Linked DNA regions of Arabidopsis thaliana: region 2 is linked to region 1. Evidence: chromatin contacts called from public ChIA-PET data. All regions are on one chromosome and are shown on one strand. Each heading gives the region's core, a stretch centred on a gene start, on an enhancer-like site or on the middle of the called end of the contact. The rest is flanking DNA. Distances are from core to core; before and after follow the strand shown.

Region 1 (6,945 bases), core at 1,567-4,066:
ATACTAAAAACAAATTTCTGCCAATAAAGAAAGTAACTAAACGAGGTTCTTATAGGTACACTTGGTGAGAGGAATGGGCCGTTGAAAACTGCAAAGCGATACTTTAAGTACTCAGAAGTTGTGAATATCACAAATAACTTTGAGAGAGTTATTGGCAAAGGAGGTTTTGGTAAAGTATACCATGGTGTCATAAATGGAGAACAAGTTGCTGTCAAGGTACTCTCTGAAGAATCAGCTCAAGGCTACAAAGAGTTTCGAGCAGAGGTTTTTTTTGCGTACCTTTCAAGGACTTAATCTTAATTTATCTCAAACTTTTTCACCTAACTAATCTAGTTGAGAATCGCAGGTTGACCTTCTCATGAGAGTTCATCACACGAACCTGACTTCTCTTGTTGGATATTGCAACGAAATAAACCACATGGTGCTTATCTATGAGTATATGGCTAATGAGAACTTAGGAGACTATTTGGCAGGTTAATTAATGATTCTTCTTTTGTTCACTAATCTTATGTTCATAATGTACTGAGAAAGGAACTTTGGTTTTGTTTCATTTTGTGAAGGTAAAAGGTCATTTATCTTGAGCTGGGAAGAGAGGTTGAAGATATCATTAGATGCAGCGCAAGGTTCGGGAAGTCCCATCTTGAAATTACATTTAACTAAATCTAACATGCGAAAATCAATCAATGAAGTGTGTGTTTTCTTGTCTATAAAACAAATTCAGGACTAGAGTATCTTCACAATGGTTGTAAGCCTCCTATAGTTCACAGAGATGTGAAGCCAACAAACATCTTACTAAACGAGAAGCTCCAAGCGAAGATGGCGGACTTCGGGTTATCTAGAAGCTTCTCTGTTGAAGGAAGCGGTCAGATTTCAACAGTTGTCGCTGGATCCATCGGTTACCTTGACCCCGAGTAAGTAATAAAAACCTTCTTAATTACTATTTCTCCAAACTAAAGAATACAAATGTTTCATCTAGGGTGACACATATTATTGAAACTACAGGTACTATTCGACTCGCCAAATGAACGAAAAGAGTGATGTTTATAGTCTTGGGGTTGTTCTTCTTGAAGTGATTACAGGCCAACCTGCTATTGCAAGCTCAAAAACAGAGAAGGTGCATATAAGTGATCATGTCAGGTCAATATTAGCCAACGGAGACATTAGAGGAATCGTGGATCAGCGTCTAAGAGAGAGATATGACGTTGGCTCGGCTTGGAAAATGTCAGAGATCGCTCTTGCTTGTACCGAGCACACTTCTGCGCAGAGGCCAACGATGAGTCAGGTCGTTATGGAGCTGAAACAGATTGTTTATGGCATAGTGACTGATCAGGAAAACTACGATGACTCGACGAAAATGCTTACAGTGAATCTAGACACCGAGATGGTTCCTCGAGCAAGGTAGTGAATTTCTTCAGAGTAGAAAAAGAAGAATAAATTTGTATTCAATTTGCTTTTGTGTCTCAATAAATACATTAATCTTACTTGCAAATGGTTGCTGAATAATATGTATGCCAAGACATTATTTATATGCACTTAGGTCAAGTGTCAAAGGGAAGAATTGTCATTATAAATGAAATTGTCAAGTTACCCGAGCATCACCATAAACTCTGGCAAGTGGAAGAAGCCCCCAAGCTAATTATATTAAGTCAATTATAAAACATAGTAAACAAGGTGTATAAAGTCACCCAAAGATCATATAACTCCCATGGTTTTCAACTGTATGTACAAACTGCTTGAGTTTCGATCGTCATCTGTTTTTTCCAATCCTGTCCTGTACATCCAAGGTATTTGTCAGGAACACATTTCATTGCTACTTCAAATCTATAATCAACTTGTAAAAAAATTTCTTTACATTGTCATTACCTGCTCTCTCGTGCTGGAAAAGGTATCGAATCACTCTTCACCATCTTCAGGTTTAAAAGAGTAAATAGGATCTGGATAATGTGCTAGCTTCACTTCCAACATCTCATTCCCCGGGATTTTCAACTCCACGCTAGCTTCTTCCTCTTGTGTAGATGAGGAACCATCTTAACATTTTCATAGACATACACAAACATATCACCACAGATATCAGCAAATAACCCTAACAACGACTCAACCATATCTTTCGAAAACGAGACACAAACATCAAAACAAATCAGCTCTAGTATTGCTCTAAATGTTCATGTAGATAATAATGTTCAAATATTCTCTTCCCTAAGTAACCCAACAAAATCTCAACTTTGTCTCATGAATTGGGTTTAACATTGAGGAAAATCTCAAAAGGAATCTTTTTTAACAAGCAGAACCAAAAAACAAGTAAGACCCATCAGAGCAATTACCTGGAGGAGGAATGAAGAAAGAGGAACAAGGCCAACCATAAGGAGACGAAAGCGAAAGAGACTCTTCCTCCGTCAACGGATTAGTCACCTTATCGACCAAATTGGCGATCTTTGTAGCCGTAATCTGATGAGGAGGTACCCAAAAGGAAGAGCCAGGTGCAAAAGGAAGCCAATCTGGAGTCGAATTATGAACGATGATCCTTCGTACGAATTCGTTTAGCTTTTTGAGAATTGCTGCTTCCGCTTCGTTTTTAGAATCGATTTCAAGCTCGATGACTTGTGGGATGGATGAAAAGCGGCGGCTGAAACAGACGACGTTTGGTGGTGTCGTAATCGCCGGCTCGTTGAAACGACGGAGGAGGAATCTTCCGTTGGGAATTAGGGTTTTTGAGAGCAATCGAGACATTTTTAGGAGAGAGAGTCAAGAAAGAGAAAGTTTGAGATTTTTTTTACATTTATAAACGATGACAGAGTTCGTGAAACTGAAACGGGTACAAATTGGGATCCGAATCCCTGAGATCCGATCCAATTATAGAAAATTAATAGAAAAACAAATAACCTTTTTTTCTTGGTCAATTTTTTTTTTTCTTTGGTCAATTTTTTTTCTTTTTTGATGGTAAATTTATTTCTTTTTTGATGGTAAATTTATTGATAAGAAAAAAGTATATTTGAAAAATTGAAATAACTTAAAACATGAAATTAGCATCATATCCGCAAGACTAACCATTTGACAGGATAAGACAAAGTTTTGGTGAATCTTGTACATGTTAGAACTCATTCAGTTGTGGATTTTCTAAATAAAACAGCAAGTCCAATTTCTAAATTTTAAAATTAACTTCAATCAATTATTAATGTTTGAGCAAACCCAAATATATATATATATAAAAAAGGAAAAAAAATCTAACAAAAGACGAGTGGATTGGGCTTGAAATGGGCACCGATTGATCTAATCCGGTGGCCCTAAAGTATAAGTGATGAATAGTATTCTTGGTAGATGCAAATTGCAGGATTCGCTGACCCAATAATATTTGCTGTCTTATTTTCCAAATGTATATGGAACTATGCTCATGTCATGTGTGTACGTAAATGCACGTGAATATGGAGATTGTGAGTCCACATGTCATAAAGTGTCGTTTATATTATGCACGTGAATTTGGAGTTTATAGTTGCAAGTCATATCATATGCTATGACAGAGATATGGATATGGTTAAGCTAAAATGCCCCACCGTTACCATTACTAAGTGGGGTTGATCTAGAGGTGAATCCTAATTCCATTTGAAAGGAAAGTTGAAACTAAAATTTTATTTTAATTCTTCGGTTGAAAAAAAATAAAATGTTTATAAAGGAGAGTTATTTACCCGAAGACGACGTATAGACATTGGCTCCGAACTTTACGATATGTGCTTAAATGCCCACTTATATGAAGCCATGAAGGCAACCGTTCTAAAGCTCTAAGATATAAATCAATAATCGAAACATATATGATTATTGACCTAATTTTGTGTGTATAAGACAAATATTAAGTGTCGGAAAATCGCTCAGCCGTCGGTAGGGTCGTCGCCGTTTAGACCTAATTTTGCAAACCAAAGTCTTTTGTGGAATTGGGTATTTGTCTTTTTATTTTTATTTTCGTTTTCTTAGAAAACTCATCATTGTAGGGTTTATATCCGTTTTATGTGTAATTATGTATCATGTAAACTCAGAAAATTCTAATTACAAAAATATGAAAAATCTTTTGCAAAAAGGAAACAAATATGGTATTATTACTTTGTTTGAATTGAATATTTTTTGTAAAATTACAGAGAGAAAAAAATCATATAGGAAAATCCCCGAGTGGTCTAATTAGCGGTTGATTGTCTCAACACCAGTGACACCTATATAAAAGCAACAAGTCTTTAAAGTTGAGAGGATCGGACTATTATATATAAAACATAAAGGCATAGATATTTACACTTACAGATTTATGGTATGGCCCTTATTGATACATTGGATTGAGTTATTATAGAAAACGTGCAAATTTTGTATTTTCCTAAGAGGTATAGAGGAACTTTTCAAAAGTGAAAACACGTTACTTAGAAATCACATTTGAGAATTATGCATCCTCTTTCCGATTTCTTCAAGCTCAAGGGAAAATGCCTTTTTCACATGATTTCATCTTAGTATTTTTCGAATATGCAAGTTGTGAGACTTTTATGTACATATTTTTATCTCTACATATGGAGAACTTCTGATAATATATATATGAGATGTGTTGTGGTTTATAATATGTTCTACGATATTGTATTCAATTTCTCCATATGTATTCATAAAAATATCGTAGATTTTTCTTTTATGTAAGCCTCATATTATAGTTTTATGTATTAGATAAATACCATAATTTTTTTGATATAGTAACTTCTCATAATTTCATGAGATTATTTACGGTTTTTAATTAAAAGTACATGTATTGTTCATAGTTGCACTTATATTACATGAAATTTGTGGGAAAAATAAAAGCTGACATTTTGAGATTATTTCCTAACTACACTACTTAATTAATAATATGAAATCGATGTAAACTAAAGAGTCACGAAAAGTAAATTGAGACAATTTGGCCCATAGCAGAATTGTCTTTTTCTAACCGAAAGGTATTCAAAGTCCCCTTCACTGAGATCAACTAGAGTTCCCATATTCTAAAGGGGGACAAAAAAAACGTAAATGGGAAGATTACATTCCAAAAACCATTTATCCAAAGATCGAAGGATGCATTTAATCAAAACCAATTCATGCATGTGGTTGTGTTGAAGAATTTGTCAAAATTAGTTGAAAGACCCTAGTTCGAATCTTACAATGCAATTTTATTTAATCATTATGAAATTGGTTACTGCAGTAAAAAAATTAAATGATTAGAACAAGGTTTTCTTTTAGAGGTTTCGGATACTCTCTTCTGAGCTTATCTTAGGATTTGTTTCATAAATAGACTTATTATATAAGCAATGCAGAGTTCTATTTGTTCAAGAATCATGTTCTACAATCATACTGAAAACTCTAAACCCACAATCAAGAAAAACTATAAAATTTTGTAATCATTATGTGAATTTTGTATTGGCTAAAATAAAAAAATCTACTAATCTCTCACTTTTTTTTTTTAGTGATATCTCTTACTTAGATCCACATAACAATTCGTAACGTTTACTAATGCTGTAATTTTGTAGGTTTAACAATTAGCTACCTTTCAATTCTTTGATAAAATAAATGATATATTACTCCAAAAATCATATATTTTATGACTTTTATGAAAACATATATAATTCTACTATCTCTGTAAGAAAAATTATATTATTTTGATCTGTTCAATAAGTTTAACCATTAGCATAAAAATCTTACTATACGCATGTGTTCATGATAAGAAATTATCCTGGCTAAGCTACCATCATTAATTTGGTGGGAAAATGATCTCTTCACTCCAAAACATCATAATTCACACAAACGACAAGAATACCCTACTATTTTACAGATCCAATAGAATAGTTTGTATTCAGTTTAAAAGTCCCCCAGTTATATAAAGAACCCATCATTTTATATATTATACAATATTTCTCATTTCAATACAAGAACGATAAAAGAGAGATTGTGGCATCGCTATCATACCGCAACGGTCTCATGCATGGTGTGGCTACGTCGACAATAATGAAGTAAACTATATTTATTTTTAGCAAACCAAACGAAGTTTAATAATTAAACAAAGAAAAAGAAACTATATAATAAGAAATGAATATACGAATTTGCTTTGTTGGTGTTAGAGGAAGAATAAGTTATTAGTATTTCAACAAAGAAAAAAAAATGACTGGACACATGATGTGTTTGGACTAAACGACATTTTTGGGGGAACAATATTCACATGTGCTTTCAGATGTAAACTTTAAACTGCCATATACCTCCAATTTGTAATTTATACATTCATCTTTCTTACTATGAATTCATTATAACACATTCAATACAATCGTTATGGATATATATATACATATATAACAGTGATCTGATCATATTAAATATTTATTGTCTCAATCAAAGTAACAACAACTTTGCACAATCACTTTATTGGGAGTGCTCTCCAATTATTTGTAGAAAAATAAAATAATATGCGACTATTTTAAGACTCATAAACGACTACAGCATAAATGGATGGAGAAACGTCGTTTAATAACGACGAAAAACATAGTCGGCAAACATTCTCATATCAGCAACTACTATCGGACTCTTTTGCAATGGTAAAATTTTGGTCGCAAATAGAGACTAGTGCCTTTTTTAGTTAGAAAGAAGAGTCGCAAATTAGGGACTTATTTGCAACAACATTTTTCGATCATGGTTAAGTGGTATTGTAATCGCAAATTATTGATACAAAATTTGGTGGAAACATTGAAAATGCGAAAAGTTAGGTGTACTGAACTTTTGCGACTCCTTAAAAAATGGTCACAAAAACATCACAAAATTTCTCCTATATATATCAACGTACGTTTCTTCAGTTAATTTTGCCTCCAACTACAATGCTAAAAGAAAAATTAAAGAGATAGGAAGAAAACAAAAAAAAAAAAGAATAGAAAAGTGTTAAAAAAAGAAGAAGATGTGGAATAATCCGTTAGA
Region 2 (6,945 bases), core at 1,684-4,183, 37 kb before region 1:
AAAGGGTTGATTGATATATCCTGGTCAGATAACAAGGCTAACAAAACTTATGGAGAGAACTAAATCTAACCCTGAAAAAGGTGGACATTAAGACGAAAGAAGAAGTGGTGCTGCAGAATGTAATCTGTTATCATCCTCCCGATGTCAGGTGCCATTTTGCAACAATAATTTCTTCAAGTAGCATGGATGCATGCGTTTCTGAGTTCACAAACCTCTTTCCCTCAAGCCCCAAAACAAGTGCGTGATGGGTACTCTCATTTGGAAGCATTCCCCTTTGAACCATCAAACCAATCAACTCACATGCTTTCTCAATATCTCCTACACTGCAATATCCATGGATGAGCGTATTATACAAAACAACATCTGGCTTTAACCCCGCATCAAGCAACTTATTAAACAAAACAATAGCTTTCTCCATTCTCTGCGCTTTGCAATAGCCATGAAGTAATGCACTGCATGTTACAACATCAGGTTTCATTCTAAGATCAGCCATGTAGAACCACAAAATAAACGCTTCCTGAAAATCCCCTCTCTTCGAGAACCCACCAATCACATCTGTGAATGCTAATGTACTAGGAACAAAGCCTCGTCGGATAAGCTCACTGATAATTTCATTTGCTTCATCGATATATCCTCTAACAACCATGCTATGTATCAAAATATTGTAGGTTGCAACATCTGGAGAGATACCAGCAGATCTCATCTCATCAATAAGCTCAAAAACTTTATTCAGCTGATGTGTCTTCCCATACCCATGCATCAGATTGTTATATGTTACGACATCCAGTTTGAGACCTTCAGTTTTCATATTCCGAAACACAGATTCTGCATCACTTATGCTTCCAAACCTGCTGCAAGCTCCAATAAGTATTGTAGATGTTGTCAAGGATGGCGGGTTCCCGCTTTTCAACAGCGCCCCGAAGTATTGAAAAGCTTTATCAGTTCTGCCTAGATTACAATACCCATCAATCATAGTAGTATAACAAACACAATCAGGAAGGAGTCCCAACTCGAAAATCTCCTGAAATATGGTAGAAGCTCTGAGCATGTCTCCTGTGGAACATATATTTGACAGAAAGCTACTGTACACAAAAATGTTTGGTCTAAGACGAAAAGAATGAATGAGCTTAATGGCTTCCTCTGGTTTCCCCACCTTACAGAACCCGTCGATAACAGAACTGACGGATACAGAATCCTGAGAGATACCAAAGAGTTTGAGTTTAAACAATACCGAAGTCGCTTCTTTTAGAAACCCTGCCTTACACAATTTATCAATAAAAACTGTAAATGCCACAATATCAGGTCTGATGCCGTAGTGTTTCATTCCCATAAGCAATTCCCAACCTTTATCAAAATAGCCATCCGAGCAATACTTCCTTATGAATAGGCTAAGGACAGCAGCATTTAGATGCCTCCCTCGACTAAGCATGTGCTCAACAAATTCCCGAGCTAACTCCAAGCCATGAACTCGTAGAATTTCCTTAAGCAACGAAATACAAACCCCTCGTGAAGGAAAGATGCCAAACTGGTCCACTTTGTAAGTTAGCTTCAGGGCCATGTTTACCTTTCTCTCTCTAATGCAACAATCAATCAGTATGCTAAACACAGTCTCTAAAACCCTACGATCAATACGAGTTTCAAAAAGATCCTTCATAACTAAACACAAAGACCTTTCTTCTCCACTACATTTCTTCACCAGACAGAGAAGCATATCTACAGCTCTATAATTCATATTTCCAGATACCAAAATATGAATCATCCTGCTGATAGACCTGCTCGAGTGCTCAACACCAATCCACAACTCTGACCACCTAAAGAAGTATAGAACAATAGATGCATCCAAAGTCTCCTCAAACAAATCATCCAAAATTCTAATGACAGTGTATTGATCAAGCTCAGTACTAAACCCACTCTCATATTTCTGTATCCAATTGTGTTTCACAAGCACATTTCTAATAGTCTCAACACAATCCCTTGGGACATCAATATTCTTCAGAATCGAAACAAAATCTTCACCAAAATGCTTACTTGAACTATGATAGTACCGTGATCCAGAGTAAGGTAGCCTACTAGAATCAGTCTGGAATCTTGAGTTATTCTCAGACAACGAAGCAAGAGAAAAGGTCCTACACCAGAAATATCGAAAAGCCTTGGTTCTTGTACAAAAATGATTCAATCCAGAAGACTTGAGGTTAAAGATTGAAACCCACATAAACAGGGACTGGTCACAAGTTATCTGAAGAAGAAACAAAATCAAATTTTGTCAATTTTTGTGGTTCTGAGAGAAACCCACATCATAAAATTTATCATTACTCTCAAGCATTGTATCACTCAAGTAGCTGCAAAAACTTACAAAATGGCTTGTCTTAATTTTGATCGCCCGGAATAATAACGGCGACGGCGAGCAGAGAGAGAGATGGAGAGATTGGTAGAGACGATGTGAAATTCCGGTTTTTTCTCTTCCAGAAATCAAACCGGTGTCCTAATCTAATAACAAAAACTGGGCCTTCTTTTATGGGCTTGAATCGGAATCTAAGGCCCATTCACGTTTCTTATGATTATTATTTATGATTTGTGATTCCGGTTTGACCACAATAAAAAGAGAGAGAAATATCATTTTGATTCCGGTTTTCTTTCTCCCTGGATTCGAACCGGTTTTTTAGAAACCAATTGCAATAAGATTTCTTATTGGAAAGAGAGAGAAATATGATTTTACCCATAATGTATTTATGGGGTTATTATGCTTATAGGCTATATACGTTATATACCTTAACGAAATTTTTTACCCATAATGTATTACAGTATGGGATTTGGGCCATTTGGCAAAACCTTTTTTTCACATCACTTCCAAATGGGCTTTTAAATGGGTCTTAAATCTCTCCTGAAAAAGCCCATATAAATAAGACAAATACTCCGACATATCTCGGCGACGGCTAAGTCTTCCTCTCTCTCTCTCTCTCTCTCTCTCTCTCTGCAATGGACTCTCTGGTAGCGAGCTACGCTTCGTCGGACGAAGAAGAAGATCTTCAACCACGTCGAGAAGCTTTCACTGTAAAATCCTCAGAACCTTCCGCTTCGTCTCTATTCTCAGCTATTCCTCAACCTAAAGAACTCAAATCCTCCGAAGATGGTGATTTAGGCTCATCTTCCTCTCGAGGAAAATCTTCTTCTTTCCTCTCATCTCTCCCTCCTCCCAAATCCTCAATTTCACGGAAAAAAAATCCCAATCCGTCGTCAATTCCGAAACGTGTCGTCCAGATCAGGCTTCCAGTAAACCCTAGACCGAGCAATCTTGACGACGAAGACGACGAAGAAGAAGAGAAAGCTAGGAAGAAGCGTAAACAGATGGAATCTGCTTCCGCATCTCACGATTCATCAGTAAGATCGTTCTTATCCGCCATGCCTGCACCTAAAAGCTCACAAACACTAGGTGCTCTTCCTTCATTGGGATCAGGATCAGGTCGAAGATCGAATCTCGAAACAGAAACACCTTCAATTGCATTTCCTCAAACGGATTCAGGTATTAGTGATCAACAAAACCAGAGCTATGAATCGTTTAGTCATAGTAATAGCGAAACGGAACAAATCGTTGGAGTAGATAACTATTATGCTACTGGTTATGATGGTGGATACGAAACAATTCCTAGTGGTAGTAGTGTGGGATATGATGGTAGTAGCTATGGAGGTAATACTTGGAATGGTGGTGGGTTTGAGGCAATGACGGGATTGCCTGAAGCGGTTGTAGCTATGGATAGTGGTGCGAGGAGAGGAAGGAGAGGGAGGAATCAGATGCCAGAGATTGTTGAGGTTAAGCAAGATGAGCTTATGAAGAATAGGCCACGAGTTGATCAGGTTAAATCTACTGGAATCGCCTTTGGACCTGCGTATCAGGTTTGTTTACTCTCTAAACTCTTCTTACTCGTTTTTGGCTGCAAGAACTTAGGAATTGTCTTTAGAAAAGCCTGAACTGGTAACACTATAGAGTATAGAGCGTTGTGAATTTGTCTCCTGTTTGTGGCTGCCATTGTCAAGTTTTTTCTTGCGAAATTTATTTGCAATAACTTGGGTGTTGTCTTGTCTCTAATGTCTCTTATTATTCTCATTCTCTGGTTCTGTATATCTAAACCCTTTGCTGGTAGGAGATTTTCATTAGAGAGCATATGAGTTGAATATGAGTTGAAGATTATCTCTTGTTTGGGGCTTCTGTTGTCAAGTTCTTTCTGTTTTGCTGATAAACTTCTTTGTGGATTTATAGGAAAAGAGATACTTTGATTATCATACCAATTTTATTATGTGTTCTTCACTGAAAATATACTTGACTGCTTTGTATTGCTTTTTAAATGATGTCTTTGTTCAAATTTGTCTTGCAGCCGGTAACATCTTCATCTAAAGGGAAAGTGTCAAAGCTTCACAAGAGGAAGCATCAAATCACTGCGTTGTTCATGGACATGAAGCACAAGGAGTCGGAGTTGACAGAGAGACGTTCTAGAGGATTGCTCACGAAAGCCGAGACACAAGCTAAATACGGATGGTGATTTGCCGCTATTGTTTTTCTCAATTTGTGAAATTTGCAACAGATTTTCTGTAACTCAGAGTGTAATTTTTTTCTTTTACTATTTTCCAAGATCCAAGCTTTGAATGTAATACTCATTTCCGTGAATGAATCTAATCTCAGCAGAATGCTTTGACCCGGAAGCTGATTATAGATTTTGTTGCATTCAAGATGAATCTCACATTTAACCCAGAACCTGTCCCTTAACACAAACGTTCTATTCACTACTCCTGTTTTGGGAGCTAACAAAAGATCTGAACCTAATTAGTCACTTAGAAAGCAACTTGATATCCTCAAGTAGTACAAAAAGCATTGGCGCTTCACAAAAAATTTCTGATGTTACCTTTCTAGTTTCTAAGGTCTCTCTAATCCAAAAGCATATGCATTTTGATTGTGTCCATCAAGATTTTCCTTTGATATGTGATCTGCTTCGACCCTTTGGTCCTAGTTTTCGCTTTTTGGCGTCTGATCGAGGTCTAAGCTGCAGAGGAAACCGACCGTTTCAGTTTTAGATCCTTGATCAGAAAGGAATATGGTCGGGAAAGATCAAACAAGTAATGAGAAAAATAACGAACCATCTTGATGTACTTGAGTTGTTTAAGGATCTCACTTGTCTCCAGTTCCTGCAGAAATGAACACAAGATGCATTGTATAAACTTCGATGGCTCTTTTAGGAGTATTAAGATATCTGTTCAAGAATACAGATGACATGTTCATGGAGAAAGATGAAGCAAGACGGTTCAATAATTTTCAATGCTTTTCATCCTCTCACGGCTGCTAACTTTTCATCCTCGGAAGGATTTTTCTTTGGGGGAAATAAGATAGTTGTAAAGAGAGTTTCTGACCTGAGGGACGGCACAGTCAGCACGTGATGGATCCCAAGAGAAGCAGCAGAAGCATTCCCAGTCTTTGGTTTGTACCTCTGAACGAGGGGCCCTGTGTATATCCAGTCAAATTAAGCATATTTAGACAAGGAAGAAGGTATTGGTAATTGGTAAGAAGTCTGATGAAAAGGCGATAGAAAGTAAGTTACATTCAAGACGAGAGCATGAACCAAATAATGGAACTTGCAAAATTGTTTAACTTACCTACGCCACTTTCCGCAGATAACTCCATTAGTATCTTCTTCTCTGCATTGAAGCCAATTCACTGCAGAACATTGTTTCTTACTATTCTTGGCCTTCTTGAGATCCTGCAAAGAGAGAAGGATGGCAGCTATCTGAAATCCAGCTAATTCTATGGCAACATAAACTTATGCTTATCCACTATACTGAGAGCTTACATGCATGTATTCTGACTGGCCAATTTCCAATGGTTCACCCACAAAAGAAGTATCACTGCATTGAGATCAAAAAGCTTTTGTATGTCAACCAAATAAAACAAAGCCATTCATTTTAGTGAAAGGAACAACACTTATTTGCCAGTTGACCGAAATCTTTGATATTACAATAGTTCAAAGGACTGTTGAATATCAAAGTGCATACCTCATTGTTGGACCTGACCAGTCTGGAACATCTGCTTGAAACATTTTTCCTATTCTAATTCCTATTACAAATGGTACTGTAACTCTCCATTTCCGTTCATGTGAAATTCTCCCCTTAGTCTTGGTCTTTGATGACTGATTTTTCAAACAGGATGGACAGAGCCACTCATCTATCTCTGCAACGTCTTTCATTTGAACACCGCAGCAGCGTGTATGATATGCTTCTTCACATTCATCACAAATTAGCATCTTTTCGACAGTTCCTGGCTTATCACAATGTTTACACTGCCTGAAAGGGCTGCTACTACCATCTGTATCTGTCTCAGACACCCCAGAATCAGAGGAATAGCAATCATCTTCCCGAGATTTACTAGAAGTTGAATTAACTTCAGAACTGGATTTCAATGAGGAGCAGCTGTCATTTGTTCCATCAGAAGAACATGTCACTTCGGTAACTTGGGTATCGTCTAAAAGTTCTCGAGAACTGACAGTAGAACGTTGATCACCATTTTTCTTGGTTTCGCTTAGGTCACGTCTAGCAAAAGGTCCTCTGAATTTTAACTTCTTCCGGGTATAAACTAGAAAGCCATTAACCCGAACACCAATAGATTTCCCACTCTTCTTCCTCCGGCTATACGTAAGTAAGACCTCAGATCTATCTCCATTTCTCTTGGTTTTTCCAACATGACTTTCAGTAAAGCTCCCATTAGATTTCACTAACTGCTTTCTTTGGCTGTAAACAAGTTGATGACCACTTTTCTTGATTTCTCCAGGCTTAGGTCTAGTTAAAGAACTATCAGCTTTAACTATCTGTCCCATTTGGCTACATGCAGAAGAGTCAGCTTGATCATAGCTTATCTTGGTTCGTCCAGTGACATGTTTGCTAAAACTACAACTATTAAATTTCACT

What was found. ChIA-PET counts read pairs in DNA pulled down with a chosen protein or histone mark.
Region 2: a contact with region 1 is called in an H3K4me3 ChIA-PET map of shoot, with 14 read pairs. The contact joins the promoter of AT2G19270 here to the promoter of AT2G19180 in region 1. A contact is called at or near these places in 3 of 26 Hi-C or Micro-C datasets (root, shoot and vegetative nucleus) and 1 of 2 datasets of contacts at active chromatin or transcription factors (shoot).

What each region holds. Positions count from the first base shown.
Region 1 is chr2:8,320,524-8,327,468 of TAIR10.1, reverse strand. AT2G19180 reads right to left here and starts at 2,816. Exons shown (of 4, transcript NM_001335626.1): 1 at 2,322-2,816; 2 at 1,864-2,027; 3 at 1,363-1,771; 4 at 1,246-1,256. The coding sequence starts at 2,727. The coding sequence ends at 1,894. It overlaps FRK1 (FLG22-induced receptor-like kinase 1), which reads left to right. Exons shown (of 13, transcript NM_127476.2): 9 at 56-264; 10 at 347-473; 11 at 561-623; 12 at 722-911; 13 at 1,003-1,420. The coding sequence ends at 1,402.
Region 2 is chr2:8,357,939-8,364,883 of TAIR10.1, reverse strand. AT2G19270 (mitotic checkpoint protein PRCC-carboxy-term protein) reads left to right here and starts at 2,933. Exons shown (of 2, transcript NM_127484.4): 1 at 2,933-3,891; 2 at 4,371-4,734. The coding sequence starts at 2,977. The coding sequence ends at 4,535. It overlaps AT2G19280 (Pentatricopeptide repeat (PPR) superfamily protein), which reads right to left and starts at 2,457. Exons shown (of 3, transcript NM_127485.4): 1 at 2,354-2,457; 2 at 71-2,236. The coding sequence starts at 2,212. The coding sequence ends at 131. It overlaps AT2G19260 (RING/FYVE/PHD zinc finger superfamily protein), which reads right to left. Exons shown (of 7, transcript NM_127483.3): 2 at 6,037-6,945; 3 at 5,835-5,889; 4 at 5,641-5,744; 5 at 5,398-5,488; 6 at 5,128-5,175; 7 at 4,672-5,033. The coding sequence ends at 4,953.